Regions from separate parts of the Mus musculus genome. Here regions 1, 2 and 4 are each linked to region 3. Evidence: chromatin contacts called from public HiChIP or PLAC-seq data. All regions are on one chromosome and are shown on one strand. The core of a region is the stretch at or near the end of the contact, and the rest is flanking DNA. Distances in the headings are between cores, read along the strand shown. Region 1 overlaps Gm31814 (a long non-coding RNA gene). Region 2 has its middle 8.1 kb from the start of Gm32126. Region 3 has its middle 17 kb from the start of A230028O05Rik. Region 4 has its middle 38 kb from the start of Gm38456.

Region 1 (2,947 bases), core at 127-2,626, 800 kb before region 3:
GCTTGCAAGCCGCCTGCCATGTTGGTCTCTTGCTTTACTGGTGGCAGACCCTCTGTGTGATCTAGGAACTGAGGTGACTACCTTCCTATCCCCTCTCCACTCTTCAGCTCTTGGCTCATGACCAGACTCTTCCTCCTACTGTGACACAGGAATGTCCAAGCACCTTAGACTGGACTTTCAGGTGACTCCTTACTATAGGCCAAAGTCCAGGCGTGAGCTGTGTCCGGTCCAGATGAAAGTGTGCCATTCTTCCAGGACTGGCTTTCTATTTCTTGCTTTACCTTCCCAATGGTCTCTTCATGCCTTTGCTCCCAGCCTTCCAAAGTCCAAGTGCACATATTAAACTTCCTTCATTTCTCTTCCTATCTGTCTAACTAGAGGTAACTTCAGAGTAGTTAAATTCCTCCATTACTGAATGTCTGCTTTCTAATCCATGTAACAGCCAAAGAGACATGATTTTATAACACTTACCGTTTTAAACTTTGGTTAACTCACACAGGCCTTTATTATCAGATGGCTTTCTCTTCATCTAAATCAGCCATCTCCTGCAGCAGGAGGAGATCAGATAACAGAACACAGCAGACCTCAGAAAGGGCTGCCCAGTGCTGATTGCTCGGTGCCGAGCTTAAGAAGTCCCTGTATTCATCAGCTGGCTAGCAGATTAATTTTTTTTATTTTATACACATGTGATAATAATGTAACTTGAACATCTGTTGTGTTTAGATACAGTAACTACATGACCATTTTCAATGAGGCCTCTCAGGAAAAAAAGAAAAGATCTTAGCTTGCCACTGACTGTCTTGTAATACTGGCTGGCTCAATCCATGTCTGTTTGGCTTCATGGTGAGTAAAGCCACTGACTGACCTTCTTCTGTGTGCAACTCAAGAAACATAAGTTAAGTAGGACTACAAGAGTTGGCTAAGGGAGCTCAAAAATCTCCGTCAAAGTAACTGGGGCTACTTAGGAGGAATCAGGTAGCTGCTGGAGCTGGTAAGTGTACGCAAATGCTCACATATTTGGAAACACCCCTACTAAAAGGAATAGTAATAAATAGAAGGAAGCAGAGCGGGCCTCATATAGCAGAACAGCTGTGCAGAGCTCAAGGGGAGGTAGGATTTCAGTGGGCCAACACGGGCTCAGGGGCCAGTTCAGGCAGGGAACATGAGGAGCCATGGCACAGAGTGGGAAATACAAGGTGCCCAGGGAGAGCTGGGCATGCTCATTGGTGGCTTCAGCTGGTGGAGCAAGCAGGAAGCAAGGGAGATGGGCTGGAAAGGTATTGTAAGGTCAGAGCAGAAAGGCCCAGAGAGGCATGGTGAGGAGCTGGGCCAGGGAAAGTGATCTCACTGGCTAAGCTTGAGGGGGCCTGCCCCTCCTCAGACGGCCTGGGTGCAGGCCCAGAGCAGGACATGTGGCAGCAACTGGCAGGGAGGGTGCTGGCAGCTCCACCAAGCTTGTTTCTTCACCAGGAAACAAGGTTTCCTGTAACTTAGACCCATGAATCAGCATTTCCTCTGTCAATAATACACAGCAAGAGACGCACCAGCACGGAGCTTGAGGGGAATGGAAGAAAGCAAGGAATATTCCATGACATAGCTGGCCTCTGCTCCCGTTCCCTCCTGATACGCTCGCAAATAGCACTCACATTGCCTAAGATCCTTTTCTTAGCTCAGTCCCCCCGTGAAGACTAAGTTGCACACAACACCTGCCTCTCTTATCCCATTAGATGTTTCCATCATCATTGGAAGCCACTCGTCCAGTCCTTTACTGGTGTGCAACAGTGAACCACGCATGGGTGACTTGCCTTGGAGTCGACTCCATGTTGAAGTGCTATCGAATTAACCCAATAATTCCACAAGGTCCACAGGGAGCGTGCAAGCTACTTCACTAGTAGAGACACGGAGGAGAAATGCTGGCCTGTCAGCTGTTTACAAGAAGCCAGACCTGATCTGGTGCCTCAAACACAGTACAGGGGACACAGAATCTAGAGCAGTGAGGCTATCTATAAAACACTTAATACCTTTATCGCAAGTATAGTTAGTGATGGCGATTGAACTGATAAAATATTTAATGAACTTAATTTCTAGTAGTAAAATAGTACGCGTACATATTTTGTCGATCACTAGAAAGAATCATATCTGCTCTCTTACTCCATTTATCATGCCAGACTCTGTCCTAAATAGACAAATAGCCCTGCCCTCCATAAAGCTTATGTTCTGGTTTCCTACCGTGCAGACAATGAACAAGAGGAGAGTAAGCTGCAGGGTTACACGTGTGTAGATCAGCAGAGAGCAGAGAGAAGAAGAGGAGTGTGCAGCATCTTTACACGGCCTGTAGAGGGACGGTGCCTTTGAAAACGTGTTTGTTAAAGCAAGCTCCCGAAAGTCAAAGAAGACGTGTGGCCATGTGGGGCAATGGGAGTCAGCACCAGAAACACTATGCAGGTGGCCTGAGACAGTACCCATTGGAATGTCCAAAAAAAGAAAAAAATGTCAAGAAATCAAGAATGACCAGCATGGAGAGAGAACGGGGGAAGGTTAAGGAGGCAGAGCAGAGTGGGAGTCGTGAGTCAACTTAGAGAAGTGCTATCACCTACTTAAATTTAAATAATGAAAGATGAAATAAGTCAAGAACAGCAGATGGAAAACAACCACCACAAAAATATAGGAAGGACACTTAGAATTGGCAAAGAAGACAGGAAAAGGAAAGGCAAGGGTGGTATGGAAAGAAAGAAGAAATGCAGTAGCTGCCTTCCACTCTCTGACCCCCTAGTCCAGATTTGCAACTCTGTTGCGGGCTGCAAACCCTGGAACCCATTGCCCCAGCCCCTTCTTGCAGGAACGGTATAGGATAAGGCCTGCAGAGGGCTTCCTCTTGACTGAGGTCATTGCCCATGCAGGTTCATTGCCCATGTAGGCCCCAGGACTCTGCAAACATCCTTGCAGG
Region 2 (3,061 bases), core at 410-2,909, 890 kb before region 3:
AACACCTTGGCCAGCAGCTCCCTAGCCTGGGAACAGAGAGCAAGCTGATTTTCACTGTTTTGTTTTGTTTTGTTTTTTTTAATTGTTGTTGCTGTTTTTAAGCCTGCTCCTTCTAGCAACCACTGTGTTGCTTGTGTTGCTTGTGTGTGTCGTTCTAGAAAGGTACACACAAATTCACGGCGGTGGGGGGGGGGATGTCACCTACTGCTCAGATTGGAGCATCCCCCTCCATGTGTCTCCTTTTAAAGATTCTATCACTTAACTTTGATAGCCCTTCACCAAGAATGCATGTTTCTTGGCATGCTTATGACTAGGAAGGAGTTGGCTGACCCTGATTCATAACTGCTCTTTCTTTAGTGGATAAAGGCAGCTGCATAATGCGATCCGTCCCCCATTTCTTTTGTTTGAGCTGCCAAGGATCTCAAACACATGCTACGTGCCTCATTAAAATTATTCTTATTGTGGATTTTCTTCTTCTAACTCTTCTCATCTTCCGGGACAAGGTCTTAATCTTCTCACTCTGCTTTTCTGATCAGGATACCCATTTTGGAAGTAAGGAGCATGTAGGTAAAAAAAAAAAAAAAAAAAAAGTGCAGACTGATCTGTCTTAGGAAAGAAAGGTGGGAAGATCAGTCCTCATTCTGGGGTGGTGGCTATACCTTCATTTGCAACACAGGTTAACCATTAATATTCAAAAGACTAATGATGAATCTTTGCATGGCGCTTTCCATCCATAAAACAAATACTTCCCCATGCATGATCTCATTTTGTAAGTAGCAATTGCACTGTACTGATGGGGTCAGGGAAGGTCAGAGAGATTAAGTGTCTAGCCAAAGGTCAAAAAGGACCTTGGACCTTCTACTGCTGAGCTGGGTTCTGTTGGTTCTTTCTCTCTGCACTCTGTCTCCCATTGACTTCTCTTTTAAGCCAGCACCTTCACCCTCCTCCTGGGCAAGATATTTTTGAACATGAAAACTAGAACCAAACAGATATGCTGTTTTAGTGGGCCTTTCCCGTCTTGAGACGGTCTGTAAAATGCCTGGAAACCACTTATGGCTGAGTGCAGGAGACCCGAGCTCCCTGCCACCTGCCCAGGGTTTCATGCTATAGTCTCTGATAAGCTTCTTCCTTCTCAATAAACTCTAAATAAGTGCAAATTACTTCTCCCTGTCCCTAACCCCTAACTATCATACAGAAGCTTGTTGGGACAGTCAAAGGGGAAAATGGCTGTTAATTGTTGAGGCTTTTTGGTGGGAAGGCACATGATAAGATCTCAGGGCCAGGCACTTCCACCAAGTGGCTCAGTTCTCTGGTTTCCTTTAACATGACAGTACAGTGCTGGGAGGCACTGCATTTGTGATTCTGTTTCCTTCCATCTCAGGTCACTTACCCACTGCCAAGTGCACCGTCAATGCTCTGGGGATGGCCCAGAAGAGCCACTGCCTCTAGAACCATGTGGAAGGACCTTGAAAGGCATGTGTACCAATGATGTTGTGTCTGATCCAGATTAGGCCAGACCCCATTCTGGTTTCCCATTAGGCCCCAGATCCTGCCCACAGTCTGGGGGGGGGGGGGCTGGAGAGGCTAATCTCAAAGGGCCAGATATGAGTCAGTTTCCACACTCAACACCAGGCGTGTGGCTTCCTGAAGCACAGACAAGGAAGTGCTGAATTTCAAAGAGCAAGGTTTTTTTTTTTTTTTTTTCTTTGCATACCATATCCGGAACTGAAACCACCGATTCATTTCACTTTAGATCTCATACTAACATTCAGATCGTCAATTATAGTCCAGAGATAAGATGCCGAGGCTTCATCAGCCCTGTCCTTGTCTCCCCTCACGCCCCCGTTTCTTTTGCTGTGTTATTGCAGGATTCTTCCCTTTCAACTTTTTCGCTTTCAGTGTAAACAGCACAGACTGTGGAAGGTGTGTTGGATATATATATATAATAATGAGTCAAATATCTAAATATCTCTTGAGAGCATGGCTAAGCTCAGAACTTCCCTCTTCCCTCAGTGGTCACCTCAGCTCTTTGTGAGTGTGGCTGTAGGTTCGGTTATCCCATGCCATACGATAAGTGGCTCGGTGAGAGTGACTGACACCTTGTTAGCTCGTGACAGCGGTTAAAAGATGAACGCTGCGGACAGATTCATGCAAAGTACCCTCAGGAGGAGAGAGGCCACTGAAAACAGACACATCCTCTGAGCTCTGCCTGCAGCATCAACCTGTTAGCAGGAAGAAGGATTCCTGCACTTACATAGCAAGTACAAACAACTTTCACATCCTTTCTCTCTCCTGATGCTTACCAGAACTTCTGAGATCAGTCATACAAGCCTTACCCTCCACACTTTAGAGATGACAGGACCCAGAGCTACTGAGAGTGGAAAGATGGGCCTGCGCAGTAACAGTGAGAAATCTACACCTCAGTGATATGGTTCCCAAGTCCAGTCTTCCGGTAACTTCCATCAAACCTTATGTATAATTCTTTAGTGCACTGTAGCCCACAATCTAAAGCTCTAGACATCTGTTGACCTTTTAAGTCTTAAGATCATGCAGGTCAAGGTTAATGGCTAATGGATAATTACATTTACACAACCCCTCTAGGCCTCAGTTTTCATTACTCTAAAGATGAAGAAATGCTATTAAATTTAGTGCTGCTTGCATTTCCAGCACTCTGTGCATGAGTAACTGCTGAATTCAAAGTATTTGCTCTGCAGCCTGAGTGCCCAGGATGGCAGTACTGTTAGGCAAAAACAGCCACCTGACTTCCATGGTAAAATAAGTAAGAGGAAAGCACCATTATCAATAAGACTTCATAGGTCTACGAGAGAGGGGACTACAGATATATATTAGTCCTCCAACTTGGTCCTAGACCATGAAAGATAAGCATCCTGTAGTGTTATTACGATGGGCAGTAGAGACATCCTTGATGATCCCATTGGTCTCTCAAGGGAGCAGGACAAATTCTGACAAAGGTTTTATGACCACCCCAGCCCTACAAATCCCCAACCCTACCCTCTGCTGGTGTTTCACATGCTAGGCCATGCAGTGTGGTCCTTCAAGC
Region 3 (2,790 bases), core at 69-2,568:
AGATGTTTTAGCGATCTCCGGAATCATTTTCCGCCGAGGTATTCCACATTGCCTTCAGCTGAGACTTGGTCAAGGAAAGCTATGCATACAAACTACCTGAATGGAGGAGCCTTGTCTTTAAGCAGGCCTAGAAGGAGGAAGCGACTCGCTGGTGACCACAGAGAGGGAAGACCAGGGACTTGCACCCTTGACTCCCACACCAGCACCCCACACAGGTTTAGTAGTTTCAGCCAACTCTTTCCTGTCAGAAAGACGCACTCTATCGACAGGGGAATTGTGCAAGGGCAAAAGAAATCAGTTTCTCTGGTGTGCCAACTTCCCAAGCTTGTGAAATTCCTGGATTTGTGGATTGGGGAACTGAGAGACATGCCATGTGGAGTCGGCAATGGGCAAGTAGGCCTATCTGAGATGTACTGAGACTGGCAGCAGAAGGGCTTATTTAGGGAACAAAAATAAAATTATATATGATACTCTACCTCAGGTGGGTATGTTAGCTATGTGGGGTTTTTTGTATTATTATTGTTGTGTTTTAATTTTTTTTTTTTTTTTTTTTTTTTTTTTGGCCAGACGGTGGCCAACAGACTTCCAGAATATTCCTTGTTCAAGCACGTAGGAAATCCCTGCCTGTGTTGGTCTTGGGGAGGGAAGTTTGGCTATGAGCAATTTTTCCTGAAAAATCAAAACAGCTCTTCCAAGTGGGCCCTGCTTCCAGGGGCAGTGTGAAGCTGGGCATGCTTCCCTGTGCCTGAGTGTGAGCATGAAGGTATCCGGAGGAGGGAAGGGTGTCTGAAGGTCAGGCTGCTGGGAATCCAAACCTCCAAGCCTGATTTACAGCCCTGGGCCTCAGGTCTCCTCCCACTCAGCCCACAAAATCCCCCAATTTTCTTCTCTGTGAGCCAGCACTCTTCAGAGCTGGGAAATGAGATCTAAGCAGTGGCTTTTTTCTGGGCTTACGTACGCTATGGATTCTTCCCTGAGATGGTGGCAGAGAGGAAGGGAAGTGGTTCTTGAAAGTGTGGGCAGAACACTGGGGTGAGTCAGAAAACAGCAGCCAGCCTGCAACAGGCTGGAGACCATCCAGCCTCACGCTCTCCTTGGCTCCCTTTCTTTTTGATTTCCTCTCTTATTGTGACTTTCAAATAAAATCTTATAGGGAAACCCAACATACTAAACTTAACAACAGAACTGCTCCAAGCTACAGAGGATCAAGGATCAAGTTCTGCTTCTTTGTTCTTTCCCCGAGCATCTGCCAGGATGGAGCCTGTGTGTTCCCTGCCTGGATCTCTTGGCTTCATGGAACACAGCTGCATAGCTCTGCTGTGATCCAACACCAACATGTAAGACATGGGATGATTGATGCTCAGGAAGGTGGTGAGTCTCACTTAAAGTCACACAGGGAACTAGGGGGCCAGTTGGTGCACCTAGAGACCCCTGGCTTTCCTCTTCCTCCTCCTCTTCCTCCTCCCCTCCCTCCTCCTCTTCCTCCTTCTCCTTCTTCCTCTCTTTTTCTTCTTCCTCCTCCTCTCCCTCCTCTTCCTCTTCTTCTTCTAGTCGTCTGTATGGGATGCCATGTGGGCTCTGTAAAGACCTTAGGTTAAGCAATGAGTAAACCTCATTTTCAGTAAGGAAAAAGTCAGTGCTTCGAATTTCTAGGTTTATAGCTCCAAGAAATCAGCTCCTTCAGTCTGGCTGTTAGCCCAACTTCCATACCCCCAGGGAGTGGTTCTTCTCTTCAAACTTGGAGCCAGCAGTCCCCTTTCACTTCCTTGCACATATCATTTCTCCTGGGCTGGGCTTCTGCCTCCTTGTTGCTATAAAGTGAAACGAGAATGCATTTCTTTTTCTTTACCCTAGCAGGACTCGACCTGCCTCTGAGCCTGGCTCAGGTATGAAGATGTGCACCTACTCCTAGCTTTGTAAGCCAAGCTCTGCCTGAATCCCTATCCACTTGTTCCCAACTATGCTGACCACAAACGCTCTGCTTAGCACCCAGGACTTCACTAGCATGTTTCTCACACAGACTACCATCTCCATCTTTTGGCTACCCTTAACATTCCCCTGACAAGCCTTTCATGTCTACAAGTGTTTGAAGCAGTAGTGTGGAGATGGGAGGGGCTGGCTGCACTTGGCTGTTTCAGGCTCTCCAGTCTTTGTATTACAGCTATTCTAAGCCAATCCCACAGCCCTACGGAGCTGTGGTTTCCAACTGTGAGCTCCTAAACTCTGTGTCAGAAGAGCATCGCAGCGAAGATGTTCATCCAGTTCAGCAGAGGTCAGATGAGACTCTCAGGTTTGTTCTCATAGACTATAGCTGTCTAGTCAAGCCCAGTCATGCCACTGAGCTGAATCTTTTCCCTTTCCCTAAATGTTACAAGATCCATGGATTTTCTTTTCCCCCTCCCTCACCAAACCACTACTTACCCAGAATGCTCCAGGGCATCTCAAACTCTGAGACTTAAAAATCTATGCCTGATCGCTTTCTCTCCCTTTGTCTCTCTGTCTCTCTCTCTGTCTCTCTGTCTCTGTCTCTATTTTCCTGTCCCAAGACTATGGCTGTCACCCTGCTGACAGACAAATACAGTTCTAGAAAACTATTTTAGATATTCTCATCTGCCCTGCTGTGTCCAGCTGCCCCCTCAGAATACAGGTGTCAGAATTAGATCCTCTTGGCTGTTGCCAAAAACCAGGGAAAACCAAATACCTGTCCTCTGAAAGAGACTGGCATAAAAGAGGTCTGGGCAGTGGTCTCTGTATTTACCACATATGACAGTTTGGGATATAGATTCAAAC
Region 4 (2,858 bases), core at 77-2,576, 710 kb before region 3:
TTTTGCAAGCAATGAAGATGTCACTGGTATCCCAGATGAGCATGATGTTTCTACCTTAGTTCAAAAAGCAGGAAGTAGTGAATATCTGAACTCGAGAAGCTTGCTAGAAGATATGTGTCTTCTGTGGATATCTGAATACACAGGGACGGATGTCTCCTCACTCACAGCCTGCTGCAGGGAACTCTCAGTAAGTAAGAAAGCAAGTCTGTTGCCTCAAAAATGGAAAAACAAAACAAAAGAAGAAGATAGAACTGTCTAGGATGATGCTGAAGTACTAGAGAGGATGAGAAAACTAAGCAAACATATTTCTTCCTATTCATATCTGGAAGTGCACCCCAGTAGTCTCCTAAGAGGGCCTATATTGAGGAAATGTATTACTGTTGAGAACTGACAAAGGCACTAACTTCTCTTTAATAACTGTGTGGTGTTTCTCAGGGGCCTTTCATCTGTAGATCTCAGAAGGTTTTGCAAACATCAATTAAATATTGCAACATTACCCTTGAAGTAAATATTATGACTCCTATTTTCCAGATGAGAAACAGAGTCTATGGGGTTTGCCTAAGGGCTATTCACTGGGACGCCAGGAGGTTGAGAGTCTTAGACCTAGCCACAGAGAGCTTGGGCCTTGCAATCTGGTTTACATAACGAAAGGTTTTCAAAGAAATGGTCTGCCCTGGTCCTTAAGATCTAGAAGATTCCCTTATCAAGGAGACTGTGCCTAAAACTCCGAAGGCTGAGGGAGCGGCTTCATGAGTCATTCCCTGGCCTCCTAGGTAGACATCACTTCTCTCACCTACCACACAGACAAAAGCTACTGCTTTCCTCTCTATGGCATACCTGGGAGGATAATTATTTGTGTGACACCTCATCTATCTCACAAGACTCTGCCCACTTCACTCTTCTTCATGCCTGGTATATAGTCTGAGGTCAGGAGTAAATGTGACTTGAGCTTACAGTGGAATTAGAACGGAAATATAAAATAGTAGACAACTTCTAAAAACTGTTAAAAAAAAAAAAAGAAAAAAAAGAAAAAGTCAACAATTCTTCCCGCTGTGAGAACACGAATCAGGCCTGCCTACAATTTGGATTTTCAGGTCAATGAAGACACTCCTGGGTTTTTATAACTGCCAAATATTCTTAGCCTTCATACCAGTTTTCTATTGGGATGTTTGAGCTTATCCAAACTTTAATGAAGGACTTACGTGGAAACCCGAGTATGTGCTAAATACACAGATCTTGGCTTGAGCATCAGAGCTCACAACTCAGCCAAGCACTGCTTTCTCTTTCTCCTTGTTAGTCATTCTGTGACCCAAGTCCATGGAATGGAACTGCCCACACTCCTTCCTCAGTTAACCCTCTCTGGAAATCCCCCCTTAGACACATGCAGACACATGTCTTCTAGGTAAATCTAAATCCAGTCTAGGTGACATAAAAGCCCACTTTCTACAATTATTAGATTCCCCAAAAGCTCCTGGATCTCTCATAATAGGAAATGTGTTTAATTCATTTGTAAGAGCTTTCAAAACCATAGCATTTCTAATGTTGTTCAAAAGCTCAAAGTCTAACTCAGTCCTTGTTCCAGCTGACCCGTCATGAGCCAGGACTCTGCTGCACACATCTCTCTCCATATGCTGCTCTTCCCACCAGAATGTCTGATTAAGTTTGTTTTCAGAATTCTAAGGTTTCTCTAGCCTGCCTCTCCGATGTGCTCCATATTTTTCTGCAAAGACCTACAAAGCACATAACCAGGTCTGTCACAGCAACAGCCTACTCCATTTCTGCAACAAAATACTTGACACATGCAGCTTAAGGACAGGAGGATTTGTTTGGGCTCAGAGTGTGCGCAAGCAAAGTTCCTCATGGTGGACAAAATGCAACGTGAAGCTAGAGGCTTGAGCTGTGGCAAAGGGACCATAATGCAGCTGGTCACCTGGCAACTGTAGCCAGCAAGGAAAGAGATGCTGGTGCTCTATAGAACATTTTGTTAGCACTTTCAAATTTGACCCTCTTAAGATGCTGTGAAGGATATGATGGAGATGCCATCCTCTTATTCCATTGATGAGCTTTCTTCAAGGTTTGTGACCTTTTCTGAGTCTCACAACTCCAAAATAATAGGACTGAATCAAAACCGAGGAGCCTGGGAAAGATTCCAGCGAAGGCACAATCATGGCCCCTTGAGCAGCTGCCTGACCCTCAGGCCTCACTTCCACTACATAGAAAACAGAAGTCTCTTGGGTGGCCATCTTGCTAGGGTTGGCCAGCCCACTCTGACATCCTACTATGAGTTCTCCATACTAAACCTATGGACCAATCAGCTAAATTTTTCTCAACTTATTAGCATGTTATCATAACTACATTATTAGTCTGGCATAACCCCAATATTCTAGCTATTTATGATGATAATTAACCTCATTTTAAAAATGCTTCAGGAAGCAGTTCTTGACATAATACACTACCCTTTGCTTAGTCACTGCTTTCATGATTCTAGGTGCTCAGGTTAGTTCCTTGCAGGAAGGACAGCAATGGCTGCTCCCTGTGACAGCCTCTCCAGCCTTAAGTCTCATATGATCTTCCTTCTCACCTGCATATTCTTTCAGAAAGTTGCTTTATACTTCCAACTTGGCAGTCAGTTCTGGAGACCTACTAGTGGTAAGTGGCTGTCAAGCATGATCAGTGTGCTGAAAAACCAAGCAACAGATGATGTGGCTGGGGCCTGAGAAAGAAGTGCATATCCTCTTTCCCTGCATCCTCAATACACGCTGGTTCTTTCCTAACGCCAGAGCTCAGATACTAAAACATCACTGGCTGGGCCTGACTATGCAGTTAAAGTTCAATCTTCTGTTTCTTCATCTGGGCAC

What was found. HiChIP or PLAC-seq counts read pairs in DNA pulled down with a chosen protein or histone mark.
Region 1: a contact with region 3 is called in an HNF4G HiChIP or PLAC-seq map of pancreatic cancer cells. The contact joins two enhancer-like sites. A contact is called at or near these places in 4 of 484 Hi-C or Micro-C datasets (LSK cells, liver, myocytes and 1 more), 13 of 115 datasets of contacts at active chromatin or transcription factors (T-cell acute lymphoblastic leukemia, astrocytes, cardiomyocytes and 7 more) and 1 of 9 other capture datasets (embryonic stem cells).
Region 2: an H3K4me3 HiChIP or PLAC-seq map of bone marrow-derived macrophages shows a contact between it and region 3, with 6 times the contacts expected there. The contact joins two enhancer-like sites. A contact is called at or near these places in 2 of 39 promoter capture datasets (the C10 cell line and the SN4741 cell line), 9 of 484 Hi-C or Micro-C datasets (the 63-12 cell line, B cells, LSK cells and 6 more), 15 of 115 datasets of contacts at active chromatin or transcription factors (T-cell acute lymphoblastic leukemia, Th17 cells, acute myeloid leukemia and 8 more) and 1 of 9 other capture datasets (embryonic stem cells).
Region 4: an H3K27ac HiChIP or PLAC-seq map of the NIH/3T3 cell line shows a contact between it and region 3, with 4 times the contacts expected there. The contact joins two enhancer-like sites. A contact is called at or near these places in 1 of 39 promoter capture datasets (the SN4741 cell line), 3 of 484 Hi-C or Micro-C datasets (the HPC-7 cell line, embryonic stem cells and reprogramming fibroblasts), 11 of 115 datasets of contacts at active chromatin or transcription factors (the 230-238 cell line, the NIH/3T3 cell line, astrocytes and 3 more) and 1 of 9 other capture datasets (embryonic stem cells).

What each region holds. Positions count from the first base shown.
Region 1 is chr16:24,237,020-24,239,966 of GRCm38.p6, forward strand. The region is part of intron 1 of Gm31814 (a long non-coding RNA gene); the gene reads right to left. Among named protein-coding and RNA genes, the nearest start is that of Gm31814, 25 kb to the right of the region's middle. Within about 2 kb of position 1,377, at least 143 of the 459 cell types and tissues checked have an H3K27ac peak or open chromatin away from gene starts, as enhancers often do. A contact at or near this core is called in T-cell acute lymphoblastic leukemia, astrocytes and pancreatic cancer cells, where this site is marked.
Region 2 is chr16:24,149,887-24,152,947 of GRCm38.p6, forward strand. No RefSeq gene overlaps it. Among named protein-coding and RNA genes, the nearest start is that of Gm32126, 8.1 kb to the right of the region's middle. Within about 2 kb of position 1,660, at least 134 of the 459 cell types and tissues checked have an H3K27ac peak or open chromatin away from gene starts, as enhancers often do. A contact at or near this core is called in T-cell acute lymphoblastic leukemia, Th17 cells, bone marrow-derived macrophages and 2 more, where this site is marked.
Region 3 is chr16:25,041,148-25,043,937 of GRCm38.p6, forward strand. No RefSeq gene overlaps it. Among named protein-coding and RNA genes, the nearest start is that of A230028O05Rik, 17 kb to the right of the region's middle. Within about 2 kb of position 1,319, at least 137 of the 459 cell types and tissues checked have an H3K27ac peak or open chromatin away from gene starts, as enhancers often do. A contact at or near this core is called in the NIH/3T3 cell line, T-cell acute lymphoblastic leukemia, Th17 cells and 4 more, where this site is marked.
Region 4 is chr16:24,333,300-24,336,157 of GRCm38.p6, forward strand. No RefSeq gene overlaps it. Among named protein-coding and RNA genes, the nearest start is that of Gm38456, 38 kb to the left of the region's middle. Within about 2 kb of position 1,327, at least 14 of the 459 cell types and tissues checked have an H3K27ac peak or open chromatin away from gene starts, as enhancers often do. A contact at or near this core is called in the NIH/3T3 cell line, where this site is marked.